Regions from separate parts of the Sus scrofa genome. Here region 1 is linked to region 2. Evidence: chromatin contacts called from public HiChIP or PLAC-seq data. All regions are on one chromosome and are shown on one strand. Each heading gives the region's core, a stretch centred on a gene start, on an enhancer-like site or on the middle of the called end of the contact. The rest is flanking DNA. Distances are from core to core; before and after follow the strand shown.

The links. HiChIP or PLAC-seq counts read pairs in DNA pulled down with a chosen protein or histone mark.
Region 1: an H3K27ac HiChIP or PLAC-seq map of alveolar macrophages shows a contact between it and region 2. The contact joins the enhancer-like site here to the promoter of ARPIN in region 2. A contact is called at or near these places in 6 of 47 Hi-C or Micro-C datasets (alveolar macrophages, embryonic fibroblasts, fetal heart ventricle and 3 more) and 1 of 2 datasets of contacts at active chromatin or transcription factors (alveolar macrophages).

What each region holds. Positions count from the first base shown.
Region 1 is chr7:55,537,648-55,543,475 of Sscrofa11.1, reverse strand. No RefSeq gene overlaps it. Among named protein-coding and RNA genes, the nearest start is that of ZNF710, 32 kb to the left of the region's middle. Within about 2 kb of position 2,770, at least 20 of the 83 cell types and tissues checked have an H3K27ac peak or open chromatin away from gene starts, as enhancers often do. A contact at or near this core is called in alveolar macrophages, embryonic fibroblasts and retroperitoneal adipose tissue, where this site is marked.
Region 2 is chr7:55,480,816-55,486,799 of Sscrofa11.1, reverse strand. ARPIN (actin-related protein 2/3 complex inhibitor) reads left to right here and starts at 3,265. Exons shown (of 6, transcript NM_001244544.1): 1 at 3,265-3,455; 2 at 5,428-5,503. The coding sequence starts at 3,364.

The DNA.
Region 1 (5,828 bases), core at 1,521-4,020, 57 kb before region 2:
ATATGGAAGTTCCCAGGCTAAGGGACGAATCAGAGCTAGCCTACACCACAGCTCACAGCAGGATCCTTAACCCACAGGATCAGGGATCGAATCCACATCCTCATGGATACTAGTCGGGTTCATTTTTGCTGAGCCACAACGGGAACTCCAAAAAAATTTTAGCATTATTTAGTGTATTCCTTAGCTTGTTCTGATTTGTATTATTCCCCATTATTTTTTCTTTTTAAATGATCTCATTTTATCTTCTAGCTTTTTGAACCTTTTAAGCCTTCTGCTTTCCTTTCAAATCTTCTCTTTAATTTTCTGTTTATCGTTATATTTCTCCTCAATTTAAAAAAATCGTATTTCTCTGACTCAAAAAGTGTAATGCATTTTTATTGCTAAATGTTTGGAAAATATAGGAAAGGGTATAAAGAAGAAAAATAAAATATCCCATTAAGTTCTCCTCTAGGGATAACCACTGTGGTTGTTTTATTCTATTCTTTTCAACCACTTTTTCTGTTCATAAACACTTACAGATATTGCTTTAACACTTGGTCTGCCGTATGTGTTATAAATATTTTTTCCACAATTTGTTTTTTTTTGGGAAAAATTGCCATTATTTTTTAAAAGTAAATGTTGCATATGGGAGTTCCCATCGTGGCTCAGTGGTTAACGAACCTGACTAGTATCCATGAGGACATGGGTTTGATCCCTGGCCTCGCTCAGTGGGTTAATGATCCTGCATTGCTGTGGCTGGCGGTCACAGCTCTAATTGGACCCCTAGCCTGGGAACCTCCATATGCTGTGGGTGCAGCTCTAAAAAGCCAAAAAAAAAGGTCACATATGCTTGCTATGAGAACATAAGACAGTACTAGCGGATCTACAGCAAAAATGCAGTGCCCCCTCCTGACGCCCACTCCCTGGTTCCTGAGAAAACCAGCCTAAGACAACCACCATGAACTGTTTGGCATCCATCTTTTTAGACTGTGAAAATGTGTTTTCTTTTTTTTTTTCTTTTTATCTTTTTTTAGGGTCGCACGTGCGGCATATGGAATTTCCCAGGATAAGGGTTAAATCGGAGCTGCAACTGCTGGCCTATACCAGAGCCACAGCAACTCGGAATCTGAGCAGCATCTGCGACCTACACAACAGCTCTTGGCAACACTGGATCCCTAACCCACTGAGTGAGGCCAGGGATCGAACTCACATCCTCATGGATACTAGTTGGGTTCGTTACCATGGAGCAAAAAAGAGAACTCCCTGAAAGGGCATTTTTGTGCATGTTTTAAACAATATTTTACTAGTCATATTGTTCTGCCTTGTGTTTTTTCATTCACCAACCCATGATGGGCATCTTTTGATATCTAAGCGGGGTGGAGGTGGGGTTTTATTTTATTTTTAAATTTTTTAAATTTTTTTGTCTTTTTGCTTTTTCTAAGGCTGCCCTCGTGGCATATGGAGATTCCCAGGCTAGGGGTCTAATCAGAGCTGTAGCCACTGGCCTACACTACAGCCACAGCAACTCGGGATCTGAGCTGAGTCTGCGACCTACACCACAGCTCACAGCAATGCTGGATCCTTAACTCACTGAGCGAGGCCGGGGATAGAACCCGCAACCTCATGGTTCCCAGTCAGATTCATTTCCACTGCGCCACGACGGGAACTCCTGGAGGTGGGGTTTTAAAGGGACCATGGCTAGGGAACCCTGGCAGGTTGCACTTGCCCTTCACATAGAAGATTCCCACAGGAGCTCTTATACATGGAAGAACAGCCAAAATGAGGATCAAAGCACCATTCATTTCATTGTTAACTGGGCAGGTACCTGATACCAGAGAGGCCTGGGCTTGAGAACCAGCACAAAACAAAGGCCCTAATGCTTCCATTTTGTAGTAATTCCATTTTACTGCGCAGCAGGTGACTTTCAGCCAGCACTACTAGGTGACCATGTGCTGAGAGTGTTAGAAGTGACTGGTTTGATTTCCTTGTTCCTCTCAGGAGAGGTGCCAGGGCAGTCAGCTGTAGAGGGTGAAGCTCTGCCTGAGCAGGGTTTTCTGAGTCTCTTGGATTCCACTGTAATGATGACAACATCCAGAACAATTCTAAGTATGCCTTGCATATAATAACGTAGTCATTCCTCATAAGAGCCCTGAGAGGGAGATAGTATTACAATACTATTTTAGGATAATAACATTTTTACAGAGGCAAAAACTGAGGCACAGAGTGGTGAACTAACTTGTCAAAGGTCACAGGGCCAGTGAAGTGCAGAACCTGGATTTGAAAGTAGGCAGTCTAAAATCTGTATTTTCTTTTTTTTAAAGGCCACACCCACAGCATAAGGAGGTTCCCAGCTAGGGGTCGATTCGGAGCTGTAGCTGCTGGCCTATACCACAGTCACAGCAATGGCAGATCTGAGCCATGTCTGCCACCCTGGGTCATGGCGACACTGGATCCCTAACCCACTGAGCGAGGTCAGGAATCAAACCTGCATCCTCATGGATACTAGTCAGATTCGTTTCCTCTTGAGCCACGACAGAACTCCCTAAAATCTGTATTCTTAACTAATAAGTTATTCTATGTTGCTAGTTTGTTTATGGTGGCTTCTGATTGTTCACATCATCCAGATCTAACATATGGGTCAATTCTTCCTACAGTCCGATGATGCATTGCTATAGTATCCTCTGGTTTTAAAGTGATGACTAAACACTCTTGCGGTCACTCGGCAACCATGTGAGCATGCATCCTCATTTGTCTACTGCAACAGGAGGCCAGGGACACTCTGAACTGGCAGGCCTGGCCATGTCTGTCACAGCCTCACACAGCACCCAGGGGTAGAAGCTAGACTTGCAGCACAGAGCCTGGACTGAAGCTGGGCATCTGGCCAGCCCAGGGAAAGGGGATCTGAAGTAGATCAGCAGATCCTGGTGACAGCAGAAGTGGAGGCGTGGCCAGGCCAGTCCCAAGGCAGCCTGAGACCCATGAGGCCACCAGGGTGTGCATGGAGGGGCAATAGAGGGAAGAGCACGAATGGGCGTGTCCATCCAACACAATGACCTCCCCCTGCTAAGCAGAGCCCAGGCAAAGCCAGCAGCTCCTTCTCTTCCAAGCTTAGAGTGTGTGAGAGGACGTGGCAGAGAAATCTTCCTTCCACATAAAAACAGGTGCAGAGCTAACGCATTCTTCTAAACCACAGTGCATCACTCAGTCAGAAGGATTAATTTGTGATCATTTAGGTTCTCTCTCTCTCTTTATGTCTTTTTTTCCCAAAGATAAAGATGCAGGGCATAAACTCCACTCCCTCTACCGAGTTCTCCATTTTCCCAGGAAAATGGGAGAACTTCTTTCATGTCTTCCAATAAAGTTATAAGACATTCCACCTTTCCTGTTAAATTTATTCCTTGGGGACTACCTGTCATGGCTCAGTGGAAACAAATCTGATTAGGAACCATGAGGTTGTGGGTTCAATCCCTGGCCTCGCTCAGTGGGTTAAGGATCCGGCGTTGCCCCAAGCTGTGGTGTAGGTCAAAACGCAGCTTGGATCCTGTGTTGCTGTGGCTGTAGCATAGGTCAGAAGCTGTAGCTCTGTTTTGACCCCTAGCCTTGGAACCTCTATGTGCCACGGGTGCGGCCCTAAAAAGCAATAAAGTAAAATAAAATAAAAAGAAAAAAATTTATTCCCAGGTATTTTGCAGTTGCTATTATTGTGAACATATGGCATTTAAAATATATTTATTATTTTTATTGTTTTTATTTAATTTTTAAAAAATTTTATGGCAGCACCCACCGCCTATAGAAGCTCCTGGGCCAGGGATGGAATCCAAGCTGCAGCTACAGCAACACCAGATCCTTTAATCCACTGCCCTGGCTGGGGATTGAACTCACACCTCCACAGAGACCCAAGCCATTGCAGTCAGATTCTTAAACCACTGTGCCACACTTCTTAAACCACCCCCTAGTTTTATATTTTTATATTGTCAAATCTGTCAACCTATCCCTGTGTGCTTGCCAAATTTGATACTAGGCTTAGAAAGACTTTCTTTAGGAGTTCCCTGGTGGCTCAGTGGGTTAAGGACCTGGCAGTTGTCCCTGCTGGGGTTCAGGCCACTACTGTTGATTAGGTTTAATCCCTGCCCCAAGAACTTTTACATGTCATGGGTGTGCCCCTCCCCCAAAAGAAAAGCCTCTCTATTCCAAGAGTATAGACCTGTTTAATTATATTTTGTTCTAATCCTTTATGATTTTACATAGCATGATTAAAAGGTTTTTGTTCTATTTAAATCATATAGTAGTGAATTTAGTATCTAGTACAAGGTAGAGCTCAGCTTTATTTTCTAAACCATTAACTAGTTGAACCAATGCAATGTATTGAACTACCCTTTTGCCCATTGATTCGAAATTCCACATTTATCTCACAGCCAATTCTTATACCTACTGAATCTCTTTTTCAGTTTTCTCTTCTGTTCTATTGATCTATTACTCCCAGGCCAATACTGAAAAATGACTTTATTTCTTATTAGAAAAGCAATAAAGGCTTATTACAGAAAGATAAGAAAATACACAGACACAAAAAACAAAAAATACTTGTGATCGCATCCAGGAATAGCTACCATTTAACCTTGGTGCATGTATATCCCTCCAAATCATTTCATTTATATAAACATGTATACATATACATATATATACATACATAAAGTAAAACGAAGACCATGCCATATAAATCCTTGTGTAAACTGTTTACACTTTATAATACTTCAACAAAGTTTTCTTGCCAGCAAGTGCTCTTTTTTTTGGGTCTTTTTTAGGGCTGCACCTGTGGCATATGGAGGTTCCCAGGCGAGAGGGGTCTAATTGAAGCTGCAGCTGCCGGCCTCCACCCCAGCCACAGCAACACCAGATCCGAGCTGCATCTGAGACATACACCACAGGTTGTGCCAACCCCAGATCATTAACCCACTGAGGATCCAACCTGTGTCCTCATGGATGCTAGTCAGATCCATTTCTGCTGAGCCACGACAGGAACTCCAGCAGGTGCTCTTCTTTTTTACACTTGATAATTGTAAAATGTAACACGCATACAGAAAAGTACACAACACAAACATAGTTCAATGATTTATCATAAAGTAAACACCCATGTAACCACTACTCAAGTTGAGAAACACGTCAGGAGCCTGGGAGCCCATTGTGTGTGCTCTTTTAATCAATGCTTCCTTCCCTACAAAGACAATGTCTTGCTTTTTCCTTTTATTTTTCCCTTTTTTAAAAATTTTGTCACCTAAGCTTTTATCCCTAAACAGTATAGTTTAGTCTTGCCTAATTTAAAAAAATTTTTTTTTTGGTTTGCTTTTTAGGTCCACACCCGTGGGATATGGAAATTCCCACGCTAGGGGCTGAATCAGAGCTATAGCTGCCGACCTACACCACAGCCACAACCACAGCAACGAGGGATCCGAGCCCTGCCTGCAAACTACACTACAGCTCATGGCAACATCAGATCCTTAACCCAATGAGGGCGGCCAGGGATCCAACACATGTCCTTATGGATACAGTGGGTTGTGTTACTCTGAGCCACAATGGGAACTCCCCCCAGTTTATGTATAAATTCTACTTTCCATACATATTTGGATTGTTTCCAGTTTTGAACTACTACAAATAGACCTACCATAATTTTTTTTGGTATATATGTTTTGGTGTATGTATGTACATTTTTCTGTTGATTGTGTTTCTAGGAGAGGAATAGCTGGGCCATAAGGGTTACATATATTCAACTTTCACAGATAATGAAGTAGTTTTTTTTTTTTTTTTTTTGCCAGTGGCATGTGAAAGTTCTGGGGCCTGGGATTGAACCCATA
Region 2 (5,984 bases), core at 2,016-4,515:
GGATCAAACACGCAACCTCATGGTTCCTAGTTGGATTCGTTTCTGCTGCGCCACGAGGGGAATTCGTTCTTTTTGTTTCCCTGTCCTGCTGGTGCCTGATCTGCCCACTATGCTGATGGGGTGAGTCAGAGTCTGGTAAGCAGGAGATTATTGTTTTGTTTTGTTTCGCTTTGCTTTGCTTTTTAGGGTTGTATCTGCAGCACATGGAAGTTCCCAAGCTAGCGGTCGCATCAGAGCTGTAGCCACTGGCCTACACCACAGCCCCATCAACACCAGATCTGAGCTGGGCCTGCAACCTACAGCTCACAGCAACGCCAGATCCCTATCCTACTGAGTGGGGGCAGGGATCGAATCTGTGTCCTCAAGAATACTAGTCAGGTGTGTTACCTGAGCCACAACAGCAACTCCAGATTACTCTTCTGAAGAAAGGATTTAGAGCAGTATTGTCTGATAGAACTCTCTGCGATGATGAAAAGCTTCTGTGTGGGTCCTGGCCAGAATGGTAGCCACTGCCCACATGTTGCTAGCTATTGAGTTTTGAAATGTGTCTAGTGAGACTGAAGAATTGAATTTTAAATTTTGTTTAGGTTTAATTCAAATTTTAATAGTCACCTATAACTAGGGGCTGCCATAAAAGGCGGTAAAGATTTGGAGCCCTTTGAAGGGGAAGATGATACAGAAGGGGGAGGAGGAAGAGGTGTGCCTGCCTGTGGCTGGGACCAGGATTTTTTGGTTTGTTTTTCATCTGCGGCATATGAAGTTTCCAGGCCAGGGGTCGAATCTGAGCTGCAGCTGCCAGCCTAAACCACAGCCACAGCAAAGGCAGATCCAAGCTGCATCTTCGACCCATGCCACAGCTCAGGTTTGACTATAACCTCCCCATTGCTCTCCCTCACCCCCAGCCCCCGCCACCACCCCCGGCAAGGCCCTGGCAGCCACAGTTATACTCTCTGCTTCTATGAGTTTGAATTTTTTTTTTTTGTCTTTTGTCTTTTTTGGGCCGCACCCCTGGCATATGGAGGTCCCCAGGCTAGGGGTCAAATCGGAGCTGTAGCTACTGGTCTATACCACAGCCACAGCAACATGAGATTTGAGCCTCATCTTCGACCTAGACCACAGCTCACACAATGCCAGATTCTTAACCCACTGAGGGAGGCCAGGGATCGAACTCGTGTCCTCATGGATACCAGTTGGGTTCTTTAACCACTGAGCCAGGACAGGAACTCTGAGTTTGAATATTTTAGATTCCTCATGCAGTGTTTGTCTTTCTTTGTCTGGCTTCTTTCACTTCCAAGTTCATCCATGTTGTTGCAAATGGCAGGGTCTCCTTTTTTTTAAGCCTAATACATTTTAAGCCTGATACAATATTCCATTGTATCCATATATCACATTTTCTTCTTCCATTCAACCTTCTTTCATTCATGAGGTTATGTCCATAACCTCATGGACATTAGGTTGCTTCCATATTTTGGCTATTGTGAATAATGCTGCAAGGAACATGGGAATGCAGATTACCCCTTTCTTTCCTTAATTTTTTTCTTTTTGCCTGCATCCACAGCAGGTTGAAGGTCTCAGTCTAGGGATCATCGAAACTGTACCACAGTTGCAGCCTCTGCCATAGCTGTGGCAAAACCAGATTCTTAACCTGCTGTACCACAAGAGAATTTCCTTTTTTTCCCCTGTTTTTTAAGGTTTTATTGTTGTTGATTTATAATGTTGTGATAATTCCTGCTGCACAGCAAAGTGATTCAGCTTTACATATACACATATCCATTCTTTTTCAGATTCGTTTCCCATATTGTAGATATCCTTTTGGTATCACAGATTTCAATTCCTTTGGACATAAACCCAGAAGTGAGACTGCTGGATCATTTGGTGGTTCTATATTTAATTTCTTGAGAAAATTGCATAGTGTTTACCACAGTGGCTGCACCAATTTATATTCCCATCAATGCTGTACAAGAATTCTCCTTTCTCCATATCCTTGCTAACTAACACTTATCTTTTGTCTTTTTTTTTGGCCAGGCCCACGGCATGTGGAAGTTCCCGGGCCAGGGATTGAACCTAGCCTGCTGCAGTGACAAGCCAGATCCTTAACTCACTGTGCCACAAGGGAACTCCTATCTTCTATCTTTTTGATAACCCATTCTAAGAGGTGGGGGGTGATATGTCATTGTGATTTTGGTTTGCATTCCCCTGATGATTGGTGACGCTGAGTAGCTTTTCATATAAATTTTGGGCATGCATATGTCTCCTTTGAAGAAATTTCTTTGCCCCCCCCCCTTATCTGGCTGTATCTGTGGCTTACAAAAGTTCCTGGGCCAAGGGTCCAACTCAAGCTGCTGCAGTGAAAACACTAGATCCTTAACCCACTGGGCCATAAGGAAACTCCATCTTTGCCCTCCTCCCTTTTTTTTTTTTTTTTTTTTTTTTGGTTTTGTTTTTTAGGGCCACACCTACTGCACATCGAGGTTCCCAGGCTAAGGGTTGAATCGGAGCTGTAGCTGCCGGCCTACACCACAGCCACTGCAACTCTGGATCTGAGCGGAGTTCAACCTACACCACAGCTCACGGCAACTCTGGATCCTTAACCCACTGAAAGAGGCCAGGGATGGAACTAGTGTCCTCATGGATACTAGTCAGATTCCTCTCCCCTGCGCCACAACAGTAACTCCCTAGAGTGAGCTTATTAAATCTTTACAACTCCTCTGACACTGACCCCATCTCATAGAGGAGGAGGCACGGGCTCAGAGAGGTTGAAGAACTTGTCCAAGCTCACCTGGCTGGGATTCTAACCATGGTAAGTCGCTGATCTGACATCTCAGCTCAGGCTCCTTTGCTACAGGTCCCCAGAGCTCTTCCCTCAGCCGCTCTGCGACCTCGCGCGTGGGGCGTAAAAAGAGCGACTCTGTGCTTAACCACTGCGCCGTCCCTGAGGGCTGTTCCCATTTTTCCGTTCCTGCTTCCTGGAATCCCATCCTTTCAGAGCTGACCGTACTAGCTCTCTTGGCCTCAATTTCCCTTGCGCGTGTGTGAGGCCTAGGTCTCCCTCTAGGAACAAGGAAGAGGGAGAGAACGAGAAGGGCGTGGCTCCACTCCCCGCCCTATCCCCACCCGCGGCAGAAGGCCAAGGCCGGGTCCCTGCAGGAGCCGGCCTCCCACCAAGCAAAGTCCCGCGGGCAGAAATGGAGCTCGGCCCCTTTAAATCCCGCGCGGGAACGCCCGCAGCCGCGCCGGACCCGGATCTGCGGCTGGGAATTGCCAGTCTCGGCGTGTGCTCCCTGCGCGGCTCCTCGCAGCGCCTTCCGCCCCGCGTGCCGGCTCAGTGCCCCGGGCCGCGAGGGCTCCGCGCCCGTGGGGAGAATGAGCCGCATCTACCACGACAGCGCCCTCCAGAACAAAGCGGTGCAGAGCGCGCGGCTGCCTGGGGCCTGGGACCCCGCCGCCCACCAGGGGTAGGCTCCGCCCGCATCTCCCTCCGCCTCCCGGGCCGGCCTGCGTCGGATCCCTAGGCTCCGCGTCGATCCCGGGCTCCCTGATTGGCAGGGGAAGGGGGGCGCCACCAAGATCGGGTACGGCTGGGAGGAAAGGCGGGGCTCACCGAAGGTCCCCTGGGCTCCAGACCGCTCTTCCCAGTGCTCCCCTCGGAGCGCACCCCTTAAGCCTTAAAACTCACAGAGGGTCGGTCCTGACTCCCAAACAGCGCTCATAAGACGGCGATTGCTTACCAACCTTTGTCTTTATCCCGCGCTGGCATATATCGGCTATAAACTTCACCACTTGCCCCTGCCTTGCCTTTAGGCCTTTTGCACACGGTGCACTCCGCTTCAGTAGGGACTGTGTGGTGCTGTGACCGGAACAGCGGGTGGGAGTTGGCCTGGGAGGGAGGGCCAGGCTTGCCTGGAGGCTTGAGTTGGATCCGGAGGGCCAGGCCCTACCATCACTGGCACGGAGAACAGAGAACGACTAGACCACTCCATTTGCAATTACAAATACAACTGAATGAAGGGATTAGCGGGATAGATAGGGGCGAGTGAGGTACTGGGAGTTTTAACTTTTCAGCCCCATCTCTTCACCTGCCCCACCCCTCTCCCATTTACGTGGTTCCAAAAAGGAAGTCCCCAGGTTCTGCTTTTGTGAGAATTAGGATTGGCAAGCCAGGGTCTGGTTCCCTTTAATGAGGGACTCTGATTTTTTTGTTTTGTTTTTTTGTTTGTTTTTTTAGGGCCTCTCCCACAGCATATGGAAATTCCCAGGCTAGGGGTTGAAGGGAGCTGCAACTGCAGACCTATGCCACAGCTACGGCAATGCCAGATCCTTAACCCATTGAGCAAGGCCAGGGATGGAACCCGAGACCTCAAGGATACTAGCAGGGTTTGTTAAGGCTGAGCCACGATGGGAACTCCTGGGACCCTCTGATCTTGGCCTAGTCACAAACCTTCTGAGTCTGGGTTTCCCCATTTCTAAAGTGGACATGAATGAGAGCGGGAGTGTGAAAGTGCTTTAGAAGTTCTCTTGTGCACAGAGGGTTAAGGACCCTGTGTTGTCACTGCAGCAGCTGTGGTCACTGCTCTGGTGTGGATGCCATCCCTGGCCTTCCATGGGAACTTCCATGTGCCACGAGGGCAGCCAAAAAATAAATTTTTTAAAAAGGAAGTGCTTTTTTTTTTTTTTTGGTCTTTTTGCCATTTCTTGGGCCACTCCTGTGGCATATGGAGGTTCCCAGGCTAGGGGTCTAATCGGAGCTGAGCTGCCAGCCTACGCCAGAGCTACAGCAACGTGGGATCCGAGCCGCGTCTGCGACCCACACCACAGCTCACATGGCAATGCCGGATCGTTAACCCACTGAGCAAGGGCAGGGATCGAACCCACAACCTCATGGTTCCTAGTCGGATTCGTTAACCACTGCGCCACGACGGGAACTCCAGGAAGTGCTTTAAAACACGTGACAAGAGAAGCTACTTAGACCCTACCCCCTGAAAAATTTGGTTAAATAAAAAAGTAAAATCTCTTATATTTAGTAAACACTTTAATAGTGTACACAGCACCTTCACATACATGATTGTGTGTTGTCATCATCATAGAAGCAGAATGGGGTGACTGTGATGCTCCCATTTTGTGGATAAGAACACCACAGAGGTTATAGTAACCCCCGGCAGGAGGGGCCATAGCTTGGTCTTACAGCCTGGCAATACTGCTTCCTACCCTCTGGATGATACCCCAGACTTTGGGACCCTTAGAGGTGTGGGAGCACAGAGAAGGGGGCTGCAACATTCTGGGCCCTGCTCGGGGGCCAGGTGAATGGGAGACAGGTTTGGGACACGCTTCTGTCTAGTGTACACTCTGAACTGGGCCATGGCCCTTGTGAGGGGCTCTTTCCTCCAGACTGACAGAACCAGTTGGTCCCCTCTTCTCTCTCATTCCCAGGGGAGATGGTGTCCTGCTGGAGGGAGAGCTGGTCGATGTATCACGGCACAGCATCTCAGATGCCCATGGCAGGAAGGTGAGGATGTTTCCTTGGGGGCACCCACAGGGCACTGGCTTCAAGGTCCTTACCCTCCAATGCATTTCCCTCTGCTTGGTGCCGCCAGTGCCAAGACTTGGGGTCCAGCTCTTTGCTCAATCAAGGGCCTCCCGGGACAGGTGAAGAGGCTGGGAGATTGACAGCCAAAAGGAGCCATAGGTGGAAGGGATCAGTTTGGGCTGTGCTGGTGGCCTGGGTTCTTAAGAAGACAGACCAGGCTCTAAACCCAAGGGATATGTTTGGGGCTGGGACTAGGAGGACTGAGAGCAGGAAGGGGTGAGGTAAGTAGTTCAGGACTCAGGCTCTGGATGCTGAGTGAAGGGATCTTGGCACCTTCTGATGGAAGAGATTTAATGTGCTGGGAGGCTTGGAGTTCCCATTGTGACTCAGCGGTAATGAATCTGACTAGTGTCCATGAGGACGCAGGGTTTGGGTTTTTGTTTTTTTGTTTGTTTGTTTT